Regions from separate parts of the Mus musculus genome. Here region 1 is linked to region 2. Evidence: chromatin contacts called from public promoter capture Hi-C data. All regions are on one chromosome and are shown on one strand. The core of a region is the stretch at or near the end of the contact, and the rest is flanking DNA. Distances in the headings are between cores, read along the strand shown.

What was found. Promoter capture Hi-C pulls out the DNA fragments that hold promoters and counts their contacts.
Region 1: a contact with region 2 is called in a promoter capture Hi-C map of embryonic stem cells, with 2.2 times the contacts expected there. The contact joins the promoter of Mycbpap here to the promoter of B230206L02Rik in region 2. A contact is called at or near these places in 1 of 39 promoter capture datasets (embryonic stem cells), 3 of 484 Hi-C or Micro-C datasets (B cells, the C2C12 cell line and uterus), 9 of 115 datasets of contacts at active chromatin or transcription factors (double positive thymocytes, embryonic hindbrain, embryonic midbrain and 4 more) and 2 of 9 other capture datasets (embryonic stem cells and liver).

Annotation. Positions count from the first base shown.
Region 1 is chr11:94,519,472-94,527,058 of GRCm38.p6, reverse strand. It overlaps Mycbpap (MYCBP associated protein), which reads left to right and starts at 5,557. Exons shown (of 19, transcript NM_170671.2): 1 at 5,557-5,659. The coding sequence starts at 5,614.
Region 2 is chr11:94,127,324-94,134,842 of GRCm38.p6, reverse strand. B230206L02Rik (RIKEN cDNA B230206L02 gene) reads right to left here and starts at 1,387. Exons shown (of 4, transcript NR_167701.1): 1 at 1,288-1,387.

The DNA of each region.
Region 1 (7,587 bases), core at 4,308-6,807, 390 kb before region 2:
TAAGCACGGGCTTTGCTCCGGAGTATCTGGAAGCCTCATGTTCACTCTTGATGCCCCTCCCCCCACCTCCTCCCCCCCCAAAAAAAGATTTGTTAGGTCCTTCCTGCTCAAGAACGGAAGAGGAATCTGGGCATGGTGGCTCTCATCTGTAATCCTAGTCCTGAAGTAGCTAAGCCAGTGACAGTGTGGCTTGAGGCCAACCTGGGCTACAAGGGACTTTCAGAAGAGCCACATAGTAAGACCTTGCCTCATGGAATTAAAAAAAAAAAAAAAAAAAAAGGAGGGGGCGGAGTTTGCGGCTAGGGGGAGTGGTCTGTGTGTTGCCTCTGATGACAGAGTGAGCCCACTGTGCAGATGGTATCCAGCTGTCTTCAGGGCTGAGAATGATGTAAGGTCCCACTGAGTGTCAGCTAAGCAAGGATACCGTGAGGAGACAGTGGCCTGATGTCAACTTTAATAAGGGTGGCAACCAGATGTGAGGCCAGCTGTGGAGAACAAATGAGCTTTGTGTGTGTGTGGCCAGATGTAAGGAGGCATGGGTATAACTAGGGAGTGGGGCAAATGTCTTTAGAGGTGTAAAACAAGTGGGGAGCCAGAGGGCGAGCCATCTGTGAAAGGCTTGAGGTCAGGTGACCCCATCTCCAGCTTTGGGAGGTGACGGTCCCCTGAGAAATTAATGATACAGCTGGCGGGTTTTTATCCAGGGAGGCTGTTTAACCTCTGGAGAGAGTAGCTGACAAAATACTTTACGCTTTGCTGGGTGGAAATAAATAGGGACAGGAAGCAGGCCCTTCCATCACAACTTCTGTAAGCCCAGCCACCAGCTGCTCTTCCCTGGAAACGGCTCAGAGTTGGTGTCTGGGAGGGAGCCTCGCTGGCTAAATGATACGCGCTATGCCTTTAACTGGTGCTCCCTCAACTCGTCCTTCTGGGCTTTTGGAACCTGTTGTGTCCTTGTCTGGAGTGCCTGGCACCAGTCCTGTCTACTGCACTCTTACCTGGGTGGCCCACCTCAAACTCTGTCCTCTAAGGCTCAGTTGCTCTCCTCCTGCAGTTGTCAAGATGAACTTGGTCATGTCTGCCGCACTTCCCAGCGTGTACGTTCTGTTTTTGGGACACCCAGTTCTAGCTCCAAGGCACACTGACCTTGTCCTCTTCCCACCCAAGAGTACGAGAAAGAGCTTCAGGGCATCCCTGTGCTTGAATGGGAAATAATGTACAAAATTAAATAAAGGGCCTGTGGGATGGCTCCCAGGGGTGAAAGCTGTTGCTACAGAGCCTGATGCCCTGAGTGTGGTCCCTGGGCCCCACATGTTGGAAGCAGAGCACTGACTTCTGCAAGTGGTCCTCTGAACCTCCACATATGTGCTGGGGTACACTTGCCCACACACGTACATACACACAAGAAATAAATGAGCAGGGTGGTGTTGACACATTGCTTTAATCCCAGCACACAGAAGGCTTTGCAGCAGGATCTCTGAGTTTGAGCCCAGCCTGGTCTACAGAGTAAGTTCCAGAACAGCTAGAAACATTTCTATACAGAGAAACCCTGTCTTGAAAAACCATATGAGGGCTGGTGAGATGGTTCAGTGGGTAAGAGCACCCGACTGCTCTTCCGAAGGTCCGGAGTTCAAATCCCAGCAACCACATGGTGGCTCACAACCATCTGTAACGAGATCTGACACCCTCTTCTGGAGTGTCTGAAGACAGCTACAGTGTACTTACATATAATAAATAAATAAATAAATAAATAAATAAACAAATTAATTAATTAATTAATTAAAAAGAAAAACCATATGAATGAATAAATAAACAGATATGATAAAATGTTAAAAATAATGCTGGACAGTGTTAATGGATACCTTTGGTCCCAGCACTCAGGGGGCAGAGGCAGGTGGATTTTTGAGTTTGAGGCCAGCCTGGTCTACAGAGTGAGTTCCAGGACACCAGGGCTACACAGTGAAACGCTGTCTTGAAAAACCAAACCAAACCAAACCTTAAAAATAAACGTGAAGATGAATGAGTTAAAAACAGACAGACAGACAGACAGACAGACAGACAGACAAACAAGGAAACGATTCCTAATGCTGTTCTGCTACACTCATGGATAGGTACTTAGCCCCGTCTGTCATCAGAGCGGCTTCCTCTGGAAGCTGACAATCCTGAAGGCAAATGTTAAGTGGAGAGAGAGCCCAGTCTCCATCAGCCTCTTCCATCAGGTCTCTCCCCTGGGAAAGAGGGAGAGGAGGAATTGTGGGGAGTTGAGGCCACCGGGAGAGCATGGTTCTCAGAATCATCTAAGCCTCACAAAGACTGGAGCAGCTATCATGGAGCCTGCGTGGGTCTGTGCTAGGTCCTCTGCATCGATGTTATGTTTGTTGGATTGGGCATTTTTTTTATAATTTTAATATTTGTGGGAGGACTCTGGATAGTGGGAGTATCTCTGACTCCTTTGCTTGCTCTTGGGACCCCTTCATCTAGCCTTGCTGTGAGGGTTTGTGCCTGATATTATTGTGTCTTGTTGTGCTGTGTTTGATTGATGCCCCTGGGAGGCTTGCTCTTTCTGGGGAGAAGTTGATCTGATGTTAAGGGGAGGTAGGGGGAACTGGGAGGAATGGAGGGTGGGGAAGCTATACAGTTGGGATGTATGGTATGAGAGAAGAATTTAAAAAGAGAAGAAAAGAAAAGAAAAGAAAAGAAAAGAAGAGATAGTTTACAAAGCAAGTTTAGAACCTAACAGACTTAAAAACTGTTTAAATAAATGAATATGCAGATGAGTGCATAATCAAAATGTGGTATTCAATTGAACATTGTTCAGACATGAAAATGGAGGAACCGTGTGTTAATCAAAACAAGAGCAAACAGCCTGTGGCTTATACACAATATCCAGAATAGGCCAACCATATGGCCAGTCTGTAGTTGCTAGGGCCTGGAAGAGAAGAGAATGAGTGGTAGGTACAAACTTTCTTCTGAAGAGTGAAAAATATTTTAGAACCAGATGCAGTGATGGTCACTAAATGCTGCCAAGCTGTGCAGGTTAAAATGGCAAATTGTATCATCACCCCTGTTCGGTCACATTAAAGAAAGTCAAATGTACATTTCCAATGGGAAGAGTTTTAACTTTGACCAGGTTCTCAAAAAGTTAAGAAGCCCTGGTCTGGTCCAACGCTTTCCTGAGGCAGAGGCAGGGAGACCCATAACAAAGGGCGGTCACTTGGGCTGGTGGGTGAGCCGCCAGGTTGCCTACCTGCCTGACCATGCACCCTGCCTCCCCTTGCCCTTTGATCCCACTGAACTGCCCCAGCTGGGCTACCCATGAGCCATGTAACTCCACAAACTTAAAAGGCCTTCTGGGAGCTGGGTGAAGATTGGAGTAACAAGAATGTTTGATTTTCTCTTGAGGACTCCCAAGCATCTTGAGAGCAGGAGGAGGCATGTCTTACCTTTCCCCATTTTGCACAGGGCTCCTAAGTAATGGTGTGTTCCTTGGGAGTGAATGGCCCCATCTCCCTTTGGAGGGTACTCGGTCAACTGCGTCTGAGGACTATTCTTTATCCAGAAGACATTCTGGGTTGGCCTAGACTGTTAGATCTGTACGAATTTGAGGTGCTCTTAGCTAACACGTTCATATTTTTTTAAAAGTTATTTCATTCTTTTTGAGATAGATAGGGTCACACTGTGTTAGCTAGGGTGCCCTGGAACTCACTATATAGCCTAGGGTGGCCTCAAACTCACTACTCTCTTGCCTCTCCCTCGCCAGTGTTATTCCAGACATGCATGGGCAGTCTTTTAACTGACAAGTAATGATTGCTTATGTTTATAGGGTACACGTGATGTTTTGATACCCTCCCCTTTCATCCCTCATTAGCTTTACAGAAAATGTGTATGAGCCCTCAACACTGAGACCCATTCTCAGAAATTTCTGTTGGTTCCTGCCCGCTCTGTTTCTTACAGATTAATGCACAATGAAGATAGTTAGGAATGCACAAATCCTCCCTTCTAGAACACTCCCTAGTCCCAAGTTATGAGAAAAAGACACACACGGAAGAGTGTTTGCCAGAAATGCTAACCACAGCAAAATCCGTATACCAGTCACTTTAACCAACTCAGACACGGGTTGTTTTTGCCTCCTTTCCTTTTCCTCTTTTGCTCTTTTTTTTTCTTTTTTCTTGACATGGTTTTATATAGCCCACACTGGTCTAAAATCCTCTGTGTAGCACCGGATGACCTTGAACTTCTAATCCTCTTGCCTTTATCTCCCAAGTGGGAGGTCTTCTTTAGATCCACACTAGTCTACTGCTCTCACCACCCTGAGCAAGAGATAAGATGTAGAACCCACCACATTCCGGAAGGGCTATTTTTGTTTTTAAGCATTGCACAATTGAAGTGACTACCTGCCTGGTACCTACATACCTTCCCTTGACAAACCATACCAGCTAGGGACTAGCTCAATGACAGAACACTTGCCTAGTGTGTACAAGGCCCTGAGTTCAATTTCCAGTGTTGGAAAACAGAACCAAACAAAGTTTCATTTACCCATGCTTGGAGATGCAGCACATCTGTAGGCTCACTGTTGGGAGTTAGATAGAAGGATCTGGATTAACCCCTGCCTTAGCTGTAGTAGTAAAGTCTGAGGATAACATGGGTTAAAAGAAATATCTTTAAAAAGAAAAGGAGAAAAACAAAAACCATGAGCCCTCCTCGGGGAGGTTGTCACGTAGCCTGCCGTTTTGCTGCTAGAAGCTCTTTCCTTCTCCACAACTCAGTCTGTCATTCATGCACACCACATTTCTCAAAGAAACAGTAGCTCCAACGCGCACTCCCTAACCCCCCATACCTCATTTTCATAACCTGTCCCTTGGAGGACACAGGTGACAGAGCATCTCCCTGGAGTGTCCTAAATGCCGCCCCAAGTGTCCCTGAAGTGAACTGAACCAGAGATGCTGTGAGTGTGACTGAGAAGGGAGGCTGCCCTTGGAGCATGTGTCCAGTCACAGGGAGCGAGGTCGAGAGGAGTTTGTAGTAGTCCTGGAGAGGGATCCAACCTCAGAAACAAACCTGATAATTTCTGAATGCTTTAGAGCTCTGGGTAAAAATGAATAAAGGAAGGAAGGAATGACGTGGATACACTTAGAAATGTGAGGTAACGGGAAAGTACATCTTCACGAGAACCAAAGGCAGCATGTCTATGCAAAGACCCCAAATCTGGTAAAAGTCTGACTGGCCTAGGAAGTGATGGCTGATTAGTGGGCAGGGCAGATGACAGGCCGGTGGAGGCGGAGTCTGGGGCACTTAAACTAGGAAAAGTAGTCAATGCATGGTCAGCCTGGTGTGAGATGAGCGTGCCGGAAGCCTGAAGACTGGTCAGCAAGCGGTGACCCAGAGCAGAAACATCTGGGGAGTCTAGGTGGGAGATCCTATGGCGGCCGAGGTTGCTACTGTCCCCATTCCAGTCACTCAGCTTCGGCCAGTTCCTACAGCAACCCTTTGTCAGGCCCAGTCGATGACGCCTTGGCGCTCTTTAGCGCCTCCTGTGACGTCAAGAGTCTGACCGGGGCATTCTCGGGGTCTGCGAACAAGCCTAAGGAGCCGCTTGCGGTGCAGGAGCGCGTCATGATGAAGAAGATTACTGAAAGGCAGTCCCCGCTCAAGTTGCTCGGTGGGTGCGCGCCCCCTGCGCGTGGCGCTGGTTGCTATGGACGCTACGGCGGCCGCTTGAGGGCGGGATCGCGGCGGGGGCTGCCGCGCTGCGCAGTCATCTTAGGGGCGGGGAGCACAGGGCCAAGGCAGGTAACCCCGGACGGCACCATGAAGGCCATCAAGAAGGAATCCCGTCTCAAAATGCCAACCAGCAAGATCCTGGAGAACGCAGAGAGCGTCAAAGGTTGGCCCTGGAGGCCTTGGGTGCTCAGGAAAAAACAAAACAAAACATACAGGGATGCTTGGGAAGGGATTAGGACGCAACAGATACCAGGGAGGGTCACTGTAGCCTTGGAGTACAAAACATGGGCAGAAATCTCAGAAGGGAGGCACAGGGTCCTGATGTTTGGTGGAGGTAACATGGCAAGTGAGGTACTAAGAGAGAGCTTCCGGGGTCAGTGGCAGGGGACAAGCCTTGGGACAGGAGGAGTAAGAGAGCTCCAACTCAAATCATATATTAGGGTGGTACAGGTGGCAGACTCCTGGGATGAGATGCCCAAGAACCAGGGAGCACCTGATGAGGTTCTTGGGAATTGAAGCAGGGGCCACCTAAGAGTCTTGGGGGGGGGGGGAATCCACAAGTAAAAATAACACCCAAAACTCTTAACTCCATTGGTTTCAGAGTGCTATTTATGTCTTACCACTTGGCCTTTCTAGCCTTGTGACAGATATCTAGTTTAACGTGAACTACCGTGATTGTTTCCATTGGCAACCACTCCCCTTTTTGAAAATTTCCAGCTGGGGATGGAACCCAGGGTCCCTGTGTATGCTAAGCAAGCATTCTGCTACTGAGGTATCCCTTGCTCTGTTTTTTATTTATGGAGGTCTGTCCTGTGCAGACACTGGTTGACACTGGGATTGTGATTCCAACCCTCAAGAAACACAATCAAGACCAGGAGGAATAGCAACAAACTTAGCAAACCAAATATGGACACCTATGGAAGTTATGGGTGCTCAGAGAGAGCTTCTGAACTAGGCCTCAGTTGGTAGACTTAGAGGGAAGGGTTTTCTGCAGTAGATGGCATTAAAGAAAAAGATAACTTAAAAAAGAAAAAAAAAAAAAAAAAAGGAAGGGCTTGCTTTCCTGGGCTCAGAGAGCAGTGCGAATTCATGGATCAAAGAGCATAGGATCCAGAGAACTCAGTGCAGCTAGGCAGGGGCCAGACCATGAAAGGGCTTCCCAAGCAAAGTCAGAAAGTCTTGGTGTGTGACCTTGCAGGCCCTGAGGGGACCCAGCCTCCTAGCGCTGGTACAGCACACAGTGAGGAGAGGGCAGGCCTAGAGTCAGTAGAATCCCCTTGGGAGGCTCAGAGAACTAACAAGATTCTAGTGGGTTTTTTTGTTTTGTTTTGTTTTGGTTTGGTTTTTTTTGATTTGTCTTTCTTTTATGTCTCTTCATAGTATAAAAAGCTGGTGCTGTTTCATGACATACTTTTAGTAGTTGAGAGAGAGAGAGAGAGAGAGAGAGAGAGAGAGAGAGAGAGAGAGAAGAGAGAGAGAAATCAGTTTCCTTTCCCAAGGGCAGCCAAGGGCTCTCCTGGCCATTGCCTCGTGCTCACCTACTTTCAGGGCGATCTTAATCAGATTTGAACTTTCTGCTGTAAACAGATCAAGGAAGGATTTTTTTCCACCGAGTGTTTGTTTTTAATAAGGCAAGGATTCCGTTTGTTAAATAGGCTTTGAGTTAAAAGCATACACCAGAGTGAGGAGGGAAAAAAAATTAAAATGTTTAACATGCAAGGTCCCTTGAACTTTTGGGAGGTAGCGTGCCTGCCTCCCCAGTGTCACATGTCCAGCCCACAAGCATGATCTTTTAGCCTTGTGCTGTGTGTCTCTGAGTCTCTGATCTGTGAGCTTTAGAAAGGCAACATTGATTAAACATGTCTA
Region 2 (7,519 bases), core at 138-2,637:
TGTGAGGAGACATTGGGTACAGCTGGCCGCCTGCCCCTCTGAGAGGGCATGCTAGTAATGTCAAGGCCAAATATAGAGGGAACCAGATACCTCATGGGCCCAGGGCCTAGGGAGCCCCATGGACTCCACCGCACCTGCCCCACCCCCAGCTCTTTCGGAGTCCTGCAACCTCCACCCCCTTCCAGCCTGGGCAAGCAGCCAGGAGACTGGCATCCCCTTCTCCTGGCCCCAGTCCACTTGGGGACATGTCCCAACAAGTCCAAGCACAGCAGGAGGCTGGCCCAAGGGTGTGGGGGGCAGAGTTTGCGCTGGGCGTGCGTGCCTGCGTGGGGACACCTCTCCAAGCCCTTTTACAAGCGTACCTTCCCACCTGGCTCTCAACACCAGGAGGCCAAGAGGAACCACTCCTGCCCTTGGTTCTTTAACTTCCTCGGGAGACCAAGACCATAAAGCTGGGGTGGGGGAGACCAGAGAGCCAGGTCAAACCCCAATAAACTGCTGGACACACCGAACTGCAAATAATTAGTCCCGATTGCCTCCACCGTCCTCTCTGGGGAGTGAAAGGTCAAAGGGCAGAGTTGCTGACGCAAATGTCAAGGGAGACATGTGGAGGCTTGAAACAGCTGGGATCCTGCTCCCAGCGAGGTCACTAGAGCCCTGAACACTGTGTCCCCCCCGCCCCCGCCCCCCGCCCCGGGCAACTGGGAGAGCTGTTCTCAAAGCACCAGAGGTGAGGGGGCTCTGTGGCTTTTCCCTCCTGGCTCCAAGGTCACCGAGACCTGATGGAGAAGGTTAATCAGGCTCTTGGGGAAAGCTTAACCTGCCTGATACTCGGTTCTGCTCGTGAGCCTCTGCTACCTCTACAAAGAGGGAAGAGACCTCTGTCTCCTGTGAGGGGAATCCTGGCTCCAAACCCTCTTCTCGGTTGGCACACCTTGGCAGCTCTGCCAGTCTGTGCACAGTGGCGACCCCCAGCGGCTGGATTAGGGCTTGAACTTGGGGCTGGGGCTAGGCTGCTGCCATCCTAACACTGCAGCCTGAGGCCCAGGCCAGGGAACATGGGACATAGCAAGAGCAGCTTGGCTTTGGTCAAGAATATTTACTAAGCCTTAATTTTTTCCTCCTTGAATTGTGGCTAGACCTCAGCCGAAATAGCCCACTGTTAGCATAATAGGGTCAACATGTCTAAGGATGAACTCCGCCTCCTGGGCCCAAACCTGCTCCTCCTCCGGACTTCCCTGTTTCCATTAATAGCACTGCCACCACCCAGTCCCTGGAGCTCCGAACCTTGTCATCTTCAACTCCTCCTCTCTGGACTGGGCACCTGACCTGCCCCTCCTCAGTCTTCAGGCCACCCTTCCGTCCTCCAGCGAGTTGGCCTTTTTACAGAGCCACTGGAGTGCTCAACAGCGCCACCTATGGGCCAGACCCGATCACATGACCCAACACCTGCTGACTTTGTAACCTGGGGCAAGTCTCAGCTTCCTTGGCTATAACTTGAGAGTGAGAATAGTCATTTGGTAGGATAATGTGTGACCCAAGTGACAGAATGTACCTGAAAACCCTATCATGTAGGATGTTCCTAGGCACAGGAAAATTTTACACACCCTGTTCTCCAAAGCCTCTATTTTATAAACAAGGAACTGAGACCTGACAGGGGCATTGAATACCAAGTGTCTTTACAATACACTGCAGAGCCAGCTAGGATGTGGAAGCTCCTGGAAGTTTTAGTGTGTCTCCCTCCCCCATCATTCCACTCTAGAACCCACAATTAAAAGCTGCCGCTGGCTTCATTAGGCCCATCCCCTGCCTTCAGGGGGAGGGACACCTGCCAGGTGTCCAGGTCATTAGCCATAGGAAGTAATCTTGAGATGTGACAAGCACAGGTCACATACAGCAGTCTGAGTCAGGGAAGCCATGTGCAAGGTTCCAAATGGGGCTGAGCATACAGCCACCTGCTTGAGGGGCAAGGCCTCATTCCAGAAGTTCCAAAGGGTAGGGGTCTCTGGTGCAACTCAGCTGCCCTGAGTGGCCTTGTACCTTTAGTGGCCATGTACTTCTTAGGGTCAGGAAGTGAAGTACAGGCTACCCCAGCTTGCTGTTATCCAGGCCTTCTTCCCTGTGGGAAGATGTTCCCTTCATTCACCCTGTGGATAGGACTTGAATTCCACACACTCCCTTCAGATGAATGGTAGGAGACCTGCCTAGGTCATAATCATTACCAGATTTCCCTGAAGAGGCCACAGCAAGAACTGCTGGTGAAAAGGCTTTTAGCATGAGGTGGATGGACCCTCCTGGAGTCCTTGTCACCTGTCCTCTAAGGCCATGGCTCTCAAGTGGATGGTTGCTTTTGTATTCCCAGCGGACACTTAGCAGCATCTAGAACCCGTTTCTCTTGTCACAAATGGAGAGTGGGTACCGCTAGACATTTTTAGTGGGTCAGGACCAAACATGATGCTCTAAGCCTCTTAGGGCTCAGGACAGAACTGAAGACGGGCCAGCCAGCTGACAGGCACAGGCCTGACCTCCAGCTTTTGTAATGATCTTTGGGTTCTTGTCCCCCTGCCCAGCCCAGGGAAGTTTCTAGAATAGTCCATGCTGACTTCTCAACTCTTTCAACAAGGACAAAGAGGCCCTGGAAAGACACCCAGACCTGGACACTCCCCATCCTGTTTCATGAGCCTTGTTGTCCACTGGATCTGCATGTAGTCCCTGGCACTGAATTCATTAGGGGAAAGCTGAGAGCAGTGAGGTACAAAATGGCTCTCTCAGCTCTCCTTAGATTCAGCCTGCAGCCCCGGGAGGGAGGTGAACTTGTTGAGGAGCAGAGGCAGGAATACCTTGTCAGGGCCAGGAAGCTTCTGCAGCACTGTCTAGTGGTCACATGTTCTCCTTTGGCCTCTACAAACACCATTCCTATGTAAACCAGTGCCCTGAGACTCCCTGGTGTCCCCAAATGGTCTCTAGGGTCTCCGCCTGACCTCTAGAGCTCTGCTAGGGTGTCTTATACAGCCTTGGTATCAGAGCCTCTCAGATAACCCAGGTGTCTGCCCCGAGGTAACTGACAGTGACCCTGAGATCCCATTCTGGAACTGCCTACCTTGTGGGGCTGGGGACTCATACAGGCTCACCCTCTGTCTCGTCTTGAGGACATCGCATTCCTCACCATGGTGATGGACCCCTGGAGGAAGGAGAAGCCCTGAGTGCCTGAGTGCAGGTGAGGATCTGAGGGGTCTGGAGTTCTAGAAAAGCCACTAGCCTCAGGGGTCACCTCTGTTTGGGGTCACATCCATTTCATGGAAATTTGCTCCATGGCGCTTAATCTTTACCTTTCTTTCCATTATGTTGCCACTGTGTGTGTGTGTGTGTGTGTGTGTGTGTGTGTGTGTGTATGTGTGTGTGTGTGTGTGTGTGTGTGTGTGTGAGTGATGTGGGAGGGAGGTACGGGGGCATGGCTACCAGCTTGCTTCAGTGTTGCAGCCAGCAGGCCACCCTCATCTTCTAGTCTTTTATCTGTATCGGCCCGGCCCGGAGCTGGGGAGGGACAGTGAAGGACTGGCCTTCCTGCCCAAGGGTTGTTCCTGTCATTCTGTACTGGGTCAGGACCTCCAAAGAAGGTCTGGGAATTTGACTTCTGCCTGAAAGGGGTCTCTGCATGAACCCCCAACTCTCCGGCTAATCTAGTCCCTCCCCAGCTTCTCTGTCATTTCCTGACACAAAACTCTCTGTCCCAAGCAACTTACCTCGCTCTTCCCTTTCTCTGCCCATGTTGTCAGGTCATGCCAGCTGGGGGGATCTGGACTGCACAGGGTCAGTCCAGGGTGGAGTTTTCAGTACCAGATGGTAGGGGGGAGTTACCTCCCTAGGGGTACTTCCAATGTTATTTGGGGCATTCATTTCCATCCATCTGGAATAACTGTGAGTCCTCTGAACCTTAAACTCCCTGAGCTTGGGGCTGCCAATCCCTGCTGTTGAGATGCCCCATCCTTCAGCCTGTGCTTGCTTTAGCCAGCTGTGTGACACATGCTCTCTTTGTGTTAGCATCCTGGAGAGGGAATGTTGAATGTTGGTGAAGCTCGTCTCCCTCCATAGGGCCAACAGTCAAAACCTCACCTACCCCAACCTTCTGGTGATGTCTACTTCATCTTCTTTACCCTCAGGAAGATCCACTAACATGTAACACCCATTACAGATGGAGGACTCCCCCACCCCATTCCATCCCCGGCTGTTGAGAATCTTTTTCAAGGCAGAAAGCTATCCTACAACCCATCTGGTCCAGCACTGTTGTGTTTTAGAATTGAAAACCAAGGTTCAGAGAGAAAAAAAGACCAAGCTAAAGTTCTGGCCACACAGAGCACCAGGGTTGTTGGAGGGTTGTTGTGAGTCTCTTAGTGGCAAGGGCAGTGGCCTAGCAGGTTCCTGTGACAAGTGCAGAGAGGTGAGGGGAGTGTGACCTTGGAGGGTTATTCCAGGCACACAGACACATGCTCTCCCCCTAATCTTTACCCCCTCCTTTCTTTCCAGCAGCAGCTATAAAAGCCAGGAAATAGCTGTGGATTGATGGCCTGTAATGGGCTTAGTTAGCTCTGTGACCTGCTGAGTTATGTAACTCCTAGTTGCTATCAGCTTGGATAAAGTCTCCATTGAAGCAACTCACTAAGCTGACTCCATGGCATCTCCTTGAGTGTCTTTAGAGGCAGGCGGCAGCAGAAATTCGTCTGCAACTTCAAAGACCAGAAATCGTGATGTGGACATTTCCAAAAATCCTTTAAGCCAATGTTTTTTGTACCCATCTCGAAACCCGCTCACCTCCGTAGCAGCCCCATGCTTGGATGCCTAGGCTTTGCCTTGGTAGAGCTGAGCAGAGGTGTTTTCCTTCCCCTACTGAAGGGATGAGGAAGAGAAACAGGGCAGTGAGCAAGCCAAGCACTGCCGGGGCAAGGGAAGCCCTGAACAGGCTCATCTCTGCTGTTGCTGCGCTTGGCTTCTGGCTCACTGGCACTTGGAAGGTTAAGATCAGAATGGCGCCACCTTGTGCTGAAAAGGGAGAATAGCCCCAGTTCTTCATAGCACAGTGGGTCTTCTTTATCACCCATTCCTTTCCTGCTCTGGAAGAGGTGGGGTCTTGTTATCCAAGGATTCCCCCTCCTTAAATTTCATTTCTCATCCCACCATCTCAGTTAAAGGGACCTAGGAAGAAGGCGTCTAAAGGTGTTGATGCTTGCCCAGTTTCTGCCTGTCTCCAAGGTCTCTGAGGAAACACAAGTGCCTGAGATGTTCCCAGGCAGTAGAGCCACCTCTTTGTGAAGAATGCCTTACATTGCTGCTCCTAATTCTTTGTGAAGACCTCTGGGCAGCTTCTCCAAAGCCGCAGCATGGATGGCATGTGTGCTCGCACGGATGCAGGCATGCACGCCTGCTCCCCCAGGTGCAGACCAAACCAGAGCGTGAAGAGCCAGTAGCTGAAAATCCACTTCAGAATTTGGAACTCAAACCACAGATCTTTGTCTGGGATGAGTCAATGGTATAAGAAGGTAGGCTTGTTGGCAAAGGGCAATAGGAAAAAGAAACTGAGGCACCTGCACAGAAGGATACGGGTGTCTTGTTAATTGTTCAGTGATAAATGATCTCATGGGCTTTTGCAACACAGGTTCTGGAGGCCATCACTGTGGTGACAAGGAGGAAAACCTGGTTTCTGAACAGTTACTCTACTTTGGGGTGTCTGTGCCTGAGATGCCCTGCTGATATCTCCAAAGATACAATTTTGCCTTCTTGCTTGGGAAGAGTGATGCTAGGCTTGAAAATCCTACCAAGGGCATCGGAACCTTCTGGACCCTACTCCCCAAGTTCCCTGTTGTGCCTATGTTAATTTTCCTTAGTTCTGTGTCTGTTTGCCACGCGTGTGCTGAGGTTGGTTCTTGTTACAAAGCGTCATGAACAACAGGTGTCAGGTATGCGTGAACGGTTTCTACAACTGTCACCGTCACCACTGTTCCCAGGCTTCTCTCTGGCTGCAGAGGAATCAAAGTCGCTCTTAGATGTAAAATGTAATCTTCCTGCGTTTAATTTTCAGGATGAACACTTGACCGGGGCCCAGTTGCAGATCTGCCTCCACAGGCAGCGGCTCCATGCCCAGTTAATCTGGTTTCACCAAGCACTGAGCTGCCTTCTGTTCTCTCAGGCCTGTGTGTCCAAGGCCAGGCCTCTGGGTAACATAAGCTCAGCAGTGCTCTCCACAGGGGTTCTCTGCAGGTCTCCTATCAATTTATGGGCACATACTTAGAAAAACTACATGCCATGAAAACGACACTAGGCACAAAGCTAATGACCTCTTCCTATCAAAACTATAAGAAATTGTCTCGCCAAGCAATACAGGCTTCATGAGGGGAAATATTGTTTACCCCTTTAAGGTAGCACCAGGTTTATGGTATCCTAATCTTCAATTGCCCTTGAATCAGAAAATAAGGACTGTGAAGTTGAGGTGGTGGTAGGGGATAACTGGCCGAGAATGAAGAAAGCTTTGTCTCCTAGGAAACAAGATGCTTGGGACTCCAGCTAGGCTGCTCTCATTCTCAAAAGCAAATGTACCAACTTGAGGATAAGAACACGGGGTAACTCTGAGATGAAAACAGGGACAACCCTGTTGTGCAGTAGCTCCCAGGGTAGATCATGGCCACACCTCCCTCTTCTGGCCTGACTGAGAACTGCATCTTATGGGTGAGACGTCAGTACCCAGAGTCTGGGCATATTTTGTCCCCCTTAAGGCCTAAACTCAAATCACAACTCTTCATCTCTGTGGGCGGAAGCTATTATGCTGCTTTCGGCTGGCCAAAAAAAAATCAAAGAGCTAAACTATCTGTCCTCATGTCTCTTTTGATAAACTGGAAATTGTTTTAAGTATTCCAAACCCTCCTTCCCCAACCCCACTGGAGGGCCAGGAACCTGCCCAGGCCAATAAAGTGAGAGCCTGTGTGGGGAGCCGCCCTCACATTCGCCGTTACAAGATGGCGCTGACATCCTGTGTTCTAAGTGGTAAACAAATAATCTGCGCATGTGCCAAGGGTAGTTTTCCACCCCATGTGCTCTGCCTTCCCCGTGACGACAACTCGGCCGATGGGCTGCAGCCAATCAGGGAGTAATACGTCCTAGGCGGAGAATAATTCTCCTTAAAAAGGGACGGGGTTTCGCCATTCTCTCCTCTTGCTCTTGCTCTGGCTCTTGCTCTCTTGCTCTCTGGCTCCTAAAGATGTAAGCAATAGAGCTCTTGCGCTCTTGCGCTCTGGCTCCTAAAGATGTAAGCAATAGAGCTCTTGCTCTCTTGCACTCTTGCTCCTGAAGATGTAAGCAATAAAGCTTTGCCGCAGAAGATTCTGGTTTGTTGCGTTCTTCCTGGCTGGTCGCGAGAACGCTTGTAAGAAGCCTGTTTTAAAAGAATAAAACAAAAAGTACAGGCAAAGATTATCATTATTTAGAAGTGGTAGTAGCAGCCTCTGCTCGGCATGATAGTGCATACTTTAAA